Linked DNA regions of Ovis aries: region 2 is linked to region 1. A link is a contact called in public Hi-C data. All regions are on one chromosome and are shown on one strand. Each heading gives the region's core, a stretch centred on a gene start, on an enhancer-like site or on the middle of the called end of the contact. The rest is flanking DNA. Distances are from core to core; before and after follow the strand shown.

What was found. A called contact is a pair of places that touch in the nucleus more often than the background predicts.
Region 2: a contact with region 1 is called in a Hi-C map of hypothalamus, with 8 times the contacts expected there. The contact joins the promoter of MRPS10 here to the promoter of BYSL in region 1. A contact is called at or near these places in 3 of 16 Hi-C or Micro-C datasets (hypothalamus, liver and mixed tissues).

The regions. Positions count from the first base shown.
Region 1 is chr20:15,721,019-15,724,100 of ARS-UI_Ramb_v3.0, forward strand. It overlaps BYSL (bystin like), which reads left to right and starts at 1,468. Exons shown (of 8, transcript XM_027958998.3): 1 at 1,468-1,626; 2 at 1,810-2,081. The coding sequence starts at 1,814. It overlaps MED20 (mediator complex subunit 20), which reads right to left and starts at 1,370. Exons shown (of 5, transcript XM_042237281.2): 1 at 1,258-1,370. The coding sequence starts at 1,271.
Region 2 is chr20:15,965,724-15,968,805 of ARS-UI_Ramb_v3.0, forward strand. It overlaps MRPS10 (mitochondrial ribosomal protein S10), which reads right to left and starts at 1,542. Exons shown (of 7, transcript XM_060403635.1): 1 at 1,285-1,542. The coding sequence starts at 1,390.

The DNA of each region.
Region 1 (3,082 bases), core at 218-2,717:
GTAATGATGATGATGTGCCTCATTTTGAAATATAAGAGAATCCCTAAGGTGATGCTACTGGGGTCAGAAGTCCTAGAAGCCTGAAAAAGTTGCGAAGCATCCCAAGAGAGAGCCCTTTCCCTGCTTGCCTTCTGCCCTGAGAGAACAGGTACTTCCAGGGTTTCACGCCTCTTTGCAGCATGCTTTTTTTTTTTTTTGGTTGCGCCACAAGGCATACAGGATCTAATTCCCCAATCAGGGATTGAACCCATGCCCCTTGAAGTAGAAGGTGCCTCCTGCAGTGGAAGCGTGGAATGTTAACCACTGGACTGTCATGAAAGACCCTAGCAAACTTTTCATTCCCATTCTTCGCACCCTTCTTACACTACAGGACTTTGAAGGAGGCTCATGATGCCAGCTTCAGGAAGCAAATGTGCAGTCACTGACAAATCTGCAAGACCTGGGCTACCAGGAATTCCCACAGGCTCTTACATGAGAAGCCTAGAGCCATTGCCTTCAGATAACCTGGCCTCTAAGCCCTCTCTGGGAGAGATGCTCAAGATATATATATTTTAAAGCTCTGAAATCTAGCATTTTGGAACTAAATGACTCGAAGAGAATTAAGCCCATACCTTTCCCTGCCACACTGACTTATAACGTGTTAAAATAAGTCCATAAAAACTAAACCAACCAGGTAATTAAACAGAATAGGAAACAGACCCTGAAGAGGTGATGTGCCTGTAATTCCTATCTCCTAATTCCCAACAGCTCCTTTTTTCCCTCCAGACTCAAGATCTTACAAAGGCCAAACTAGAACCAGACACATGCTGATCTAACTGCATTTAGTGGCTGTAAGGAGGGGCAGGCAAAAACCTAAAAAAGATACTATCTCCTTGTTGCCTATCCCCTACCCATCCAAGCCCTGCCTGCAGACGGGTCCGAGTCCCGACATACTACTTTCAACCCTAAAGTTCTACCCCAGGCTTCACGGTCAAGAAATTGTATCAAGAAAAAAGGAAGGAGGTACACGATCATTAACGGGTTCTTAAACCCTTTTTCCTGCCGCCTTCCAGGAAGAAGGGGCGAATCTCCGAGGAAAGGGGCCTGCAGATTCTGCAGCCCTCGCGGTGGCCCCCTCACTTACACAATCCGAGGACATTTTGCTCATCTTCCGGGGGACTGTGGACCCTGGTCGGGATCCTCCTCCCGGGTATATTCGAGGCTCCAGGGGCCTTCAAGTCCCCAAACCCCGCCCCACAAAGTCCTCTGAAGTCCTACCAAGTCACTCCCATGGTGTCGTGCCAGGAAGATGGGAGGATCAAACAAGTGAAATGCGCTGTGCTCCAGCAGCCCACAAGAGGAGAAACCACCTCGCTAAAGCGAGCTCCAATGGAGGCAGGCGCTCCGGAACTTACGTAAAAACACAGCGTCCAGTCGACACGCCCACGAGGAAGGGCGTGTCTGGGTCCTTCGGTGAGGTCACTGCCCGACTCCGCCCCGCCCCCGATCCCCTGGTTCGCCGGTCAGGGAATTCCCATTCGCCTGGGCACCCTGGACCCAGATCCATGAAACTAGGAAAGTGTATCTCGGACTACAACCACTTAGAGAAGACAACGTTAAATTCGGGAGGACCCAGCTCCAGGACCCGTGAGCTCTTTTTGGGGGGGGGGGGGGGTGGGACGGGGCTTCTGGCACACCCGGCCTCCAGACGCGAGGGGGCGCTGTGAGCTCCGGTGGGCTCTCGGGCGCTGGGTGTTTACCGCGCAAGCGCACTCGGGGCCTTTTTTTCCTCCATACCCACGTGGGAAACTTCACGGCTTGGTTTTCTAGAAAAATGCCCAAGTTCAAGGCGGCCCGCTCGGCCGGGGGTCAGGAGAAGCATGCGCCGCTGGCCGAGCAGATCCTGGCTGGTGACGCGGTGCGGGCAGGAGCCCGAGAAAAACGGCGGGGTCGCGGAACCGGAGACGAGGAGGAAGAGTACGTGGGGCCCCGGCTGACCCGACGGATTTTGCAGCAAGCGCGGCAGCAGCAAGAGGAGCTCGAGGCCGAGCATGGGAGCGGGGACAGGCCCGCGGTGCCGCGGGAGCGCACCACGCGGCTGGGTGAGTGGGGGGGATGGGGTACGAGGAGGAGGGTGGGTAGCTGGGGCGGACGGCTGAAAGGTGTCTGGCAGGGGAATAACTTGGAATTAAAAAACAACAACAACAAAAAACTGAGGCCCTTGGCAAAGGTAATGGGGTTGGGAGACCCAGCTCTGGGGCAGATTGAGGGTTGCCGGAGCCCTCCACGCCCATTCCTTAGAGTGGCACTCTTATAGGCATCACCGAGGTTAGGCCAGCAGGAAGTGGTTACTCACGCCGCTAAGTTCTCCTGGCATTTATTTACGTGTTTTGTAAGTAATCATGGAATGTCTACTACGCACATCCCGCCGTGCTAGGAGTTTAGATGGTTTAGATAAAAAACTGTAAACAGGGTAAAGGTATACCTAACGTCAGGATCTTCCAGTGTAGCCCGAGAGAAAGAATTAAGTAAGCAATTAGAATAATGCACTCGTGATAAAGTATAGCTTCTCTGACAATAGCATTAGTCTTGGGAGTCAGGTTTCCCAGGTTGCATGACCGTTGTGCTGAGAACTGAAAAGTAGGGAGTGCTCTGAGCACAAAGAACAATATTGTTTCAGGACTAGAAAGGGAGCGAGATTATTTAAAAGATGGTCATTTTTCTCGTTATTACTCTGAGAGTGTTGACCTCCAAGTTGCTTAATCCATTTCTCAACACTCATCTTTCATTTGTCTGTGAGCAGCATTCACAAACGGAGAAGGCAATGACAGCCCACTCCAGTACTCTTGCCTGGAAAATCCCATGGACGGAGGAGCCTGGTGGGCTGCAGTCCATGGGGTCTCTAAGAGTCGGACACGGCTGAGCGACTTCACTTTCACTTTTCACTTTCATGCATTGGACAAGCAAATGGCAACCCAGTCCAGTGTTTTTGCCTGGAGAATCCCAGGGGTGGGGGAGCCTGGTGGGCTGCCGTCTGTGGGGTCGCACAGAGTCAGACACGACTGAAGCGACTTAGCAGCAGCAGCGTTCACAAACACTAGCC
Region 2 (3,082 bases), core at 292-2,791, 240 kb after region 1:
CTAAGGAATATGACACTTCTGTTCTTAAAATCTCAAGCCTAAACTGCTATTACATCCACAAATGAACCTTAAGAAGTTCTTACCTTTTCTTTCCTTTCTGTTTCTGAGGGAGTGGAGACTCTGCTCTGAGTAAATGTGTCTTAAAAATAATTCAAAATTTCAACCTCTAACGCTACCTGACTTAAGGACAGTGGTTCTCAAAGTGTGGTCTAAGAACCTCTGAGGGACTTCTGAGACACTTTGAGAGGCAGCTCCCGAGGCTAAACTTATTTTTTATAATAACAGTAAGATGGTATTTTCAACTTTTCCACTCTAGTCTCGCACCAAAGTACAGTGAAGTTTTCCAGAGACTGTATGACCTCTGACATAGTAAGAGACTGCAGAAGCAGCTAGAGAAGCTGTTTTCTACTAAGCCAGACATTAAAGAGGTTTGCAAAAACATAAAACATGCCACTCCTCTCTCTCAATTTGTTTTGGAAAACCTAGTTGCTTTTCATAAAATTGCTAATTATGTTAACATATAATGAGTTTTAGTATTTTTAATTAAGGATTTTTAAGATTCTAGGTTGTATTTTCTAATAAGCTAAAAAATCGATAGCTTAAAAAACACAAAACTCAAAGCTCTTTGGAGTCCTTAACTATTTAAAAAAAGAAAACACTTTCTATTGTATGGGGTGTAGCCGATTAACAATGTTGTGACAGTTCAGGTAACACTGAAGGGACGCAGCTATATACATTAGGAGAGAATGTATCCATTCTCCTGAAGAGTAGAGGAGCGCTGAAGCCAAATAAGAACCGCTGCTTGAATTTTTTGCTTTTTCTCCAAAAAACCCAGCAGAGGATACTTAGCCCACTCCTCTGACTTCAGCGACTGTCATTTGAGTCTCAGAAACCTGGGTATCAGGAAGGTATCTCAATCTGATTCCGTGAGAAGCGTCTAAACTCTCAAGCTACCAAATTTTCGCGAGGTGTAGCTTCCCGACTTCTCTGAGCCTATTTCGCAAACGTGAAAGGCGGGGTCTGCAACATTTGTTGTCCAATATCCTTTCCACTTCTGATAGTCTACTCTTCTTCTCGTTCCTGTCTTTGCCCTGACTCATTAACTTCTGTTTTATCCTGAGAGAATTAGAGATAAAATCAGCCCTTTTCTCGCCACCTTCTTCCAAACAGCGGGTCAAGGTGCGAAATAAATATCGCGGAAGATGGGAAGAATGACAAGTGGCAATCAGACGTAATGGTAACTGTCCCTGTTAGGCCGCCTAATCCGCGTAGCGCGCTCCTTACCTGCCAGAGACGCCGGCCCAGGGCCCCAAACACAGCTCGCGCCGCCATCTTGCCGTTCCTGCTCCCCCGGATTGCCTCCGGGGTCACAGAAGCGTCCTCTGACCATAGAGTTCCGCAGAAGGAGAGAGTGTATCCTTGTGTTCCGGCACAGGAACAACCATAGAGACGTGGTTCCACGCTCTCTTAGAGTGAACACAGCCGGCTTCCTTCAGGTCCTAACCTGGCCCGTCCGCCTTTTTATAGCTTCAGCTTGTATCTAGGTAGTTAGCGACTTCCGTCAGCGCTTTCCTCTTGAAATCATTTGTGCTTTGCAGTTCCTGTTTTGTTGGAGGTAAACATAACCACACGCTTGGAACAAATATAACTAATGTATTGACAGTGGTTATCTCTGAGTTGATGGTTGATTGATAGTTGATTTTTCTATTATAACGGAGCAAAGTGCCTGTGGCTCGCAAAAAAAACCCAGACTGACAGTGGGAGTTTGCAGGGAGTAAGGATTTATTGCAGAGCGCCAGGCAAGGGAGCATGAGCCAAGCCTCAGATCCACTCCATGTTTGTCTTTGAGTTAGGGTTTTCTTGTCTGTTTGTTTTTTAAAATAACCAAGAGGCTAGGTTTAATCGTCTTTTGAGTCATAGTTTTGAGAGTCAGAATGTCTCTGGTTTAGGATTCAGGTGGTCCACGATTTGGGGTCTGATACTCACCTTGCCCTGGAGAAACAATCTGCGTTTGTAACTTAGAGGTGAGAGTTGTAACAGCGATAGCCTTGGCAGGCTGCCCAGTGTCCTTTTCAGAATCAAGCTCCCTCTTTCAGTTGTGACATTCAAAGTTGGCTGGTCCCTCTTAGCCAGTGGAGTTTTCCTAGAGCTCTCCAACTCTTGCTGCTTCTAAAGCATCAGTCTCTCTTCTGGGATGGCTCCTCAACCTGCCTCTGCTGCCTTGAACAAGCTGAGTGAAGGTTCTGCAGCAGCTGATGATGGTGACATTACAGCCTGCAAACAACATTTCCCTATGTTACCTAACTGGATCCTCACAAGATGACGTACATTTTACCCGAATTTAATAAGTGAGGAAACTGAGGCTCAGAGATGAAATGACTCAGAGTCATGTGGTGAATTAGTTACAGCTGAACCAATAACCAGCTTCAACATCCTAGTTCAATGCCTTTCCCACCGCTGCGGCACCCCTGGAGTTGACTCTGTGACAAAGTCCAGTTCTACTTAAGTCTCTAGGATGTGAGGCATAGAGGTCCCTGCTTCCCTGTGCTCCTGCAAGGAAGGAGTTTATTTTTTATTTTTAAAGACTGAGATGGCCTTTCCTACTCCTGAAACTGGAAACGTGGCCTCAAAACAGCCTTGGGAACTGGATGCCCTCTCCACCCCTCTGGCCAAATATGGTCTCTTTATGGATGGCCTTTGCTTACAAATTGTGTCTGCTCCCTCAGATTTCCGCCTTGCACATGACTGCTGCTTGCCGCTTTGGCTCACCAAGTTTCTCCATTCATACTCTAAAATGTGGGAATTGGATTTGGCCCCCTTGTTTTCCAGGGCTAAACTGTGTCATCAAACAGACTGTGGCCCTAATAACTTTTGGTCAGGTGCCAGCCCTGTACCAATTAGCTGGGGGCAATGTGGGAGTCATTGTGTGGGGCCATCTGGGGTTTTGCCAACAGTGGGGTTGTGGACAGGGTCTTTTGGTATGGTGTGTGGGCATAGACAGTGCAGGGTTTTTGTTTTGACACATTAAAGTTCTTAGTTTATTAGCATGGACAGTGTTCTGAAGCTCGGCCAGTCCATTATA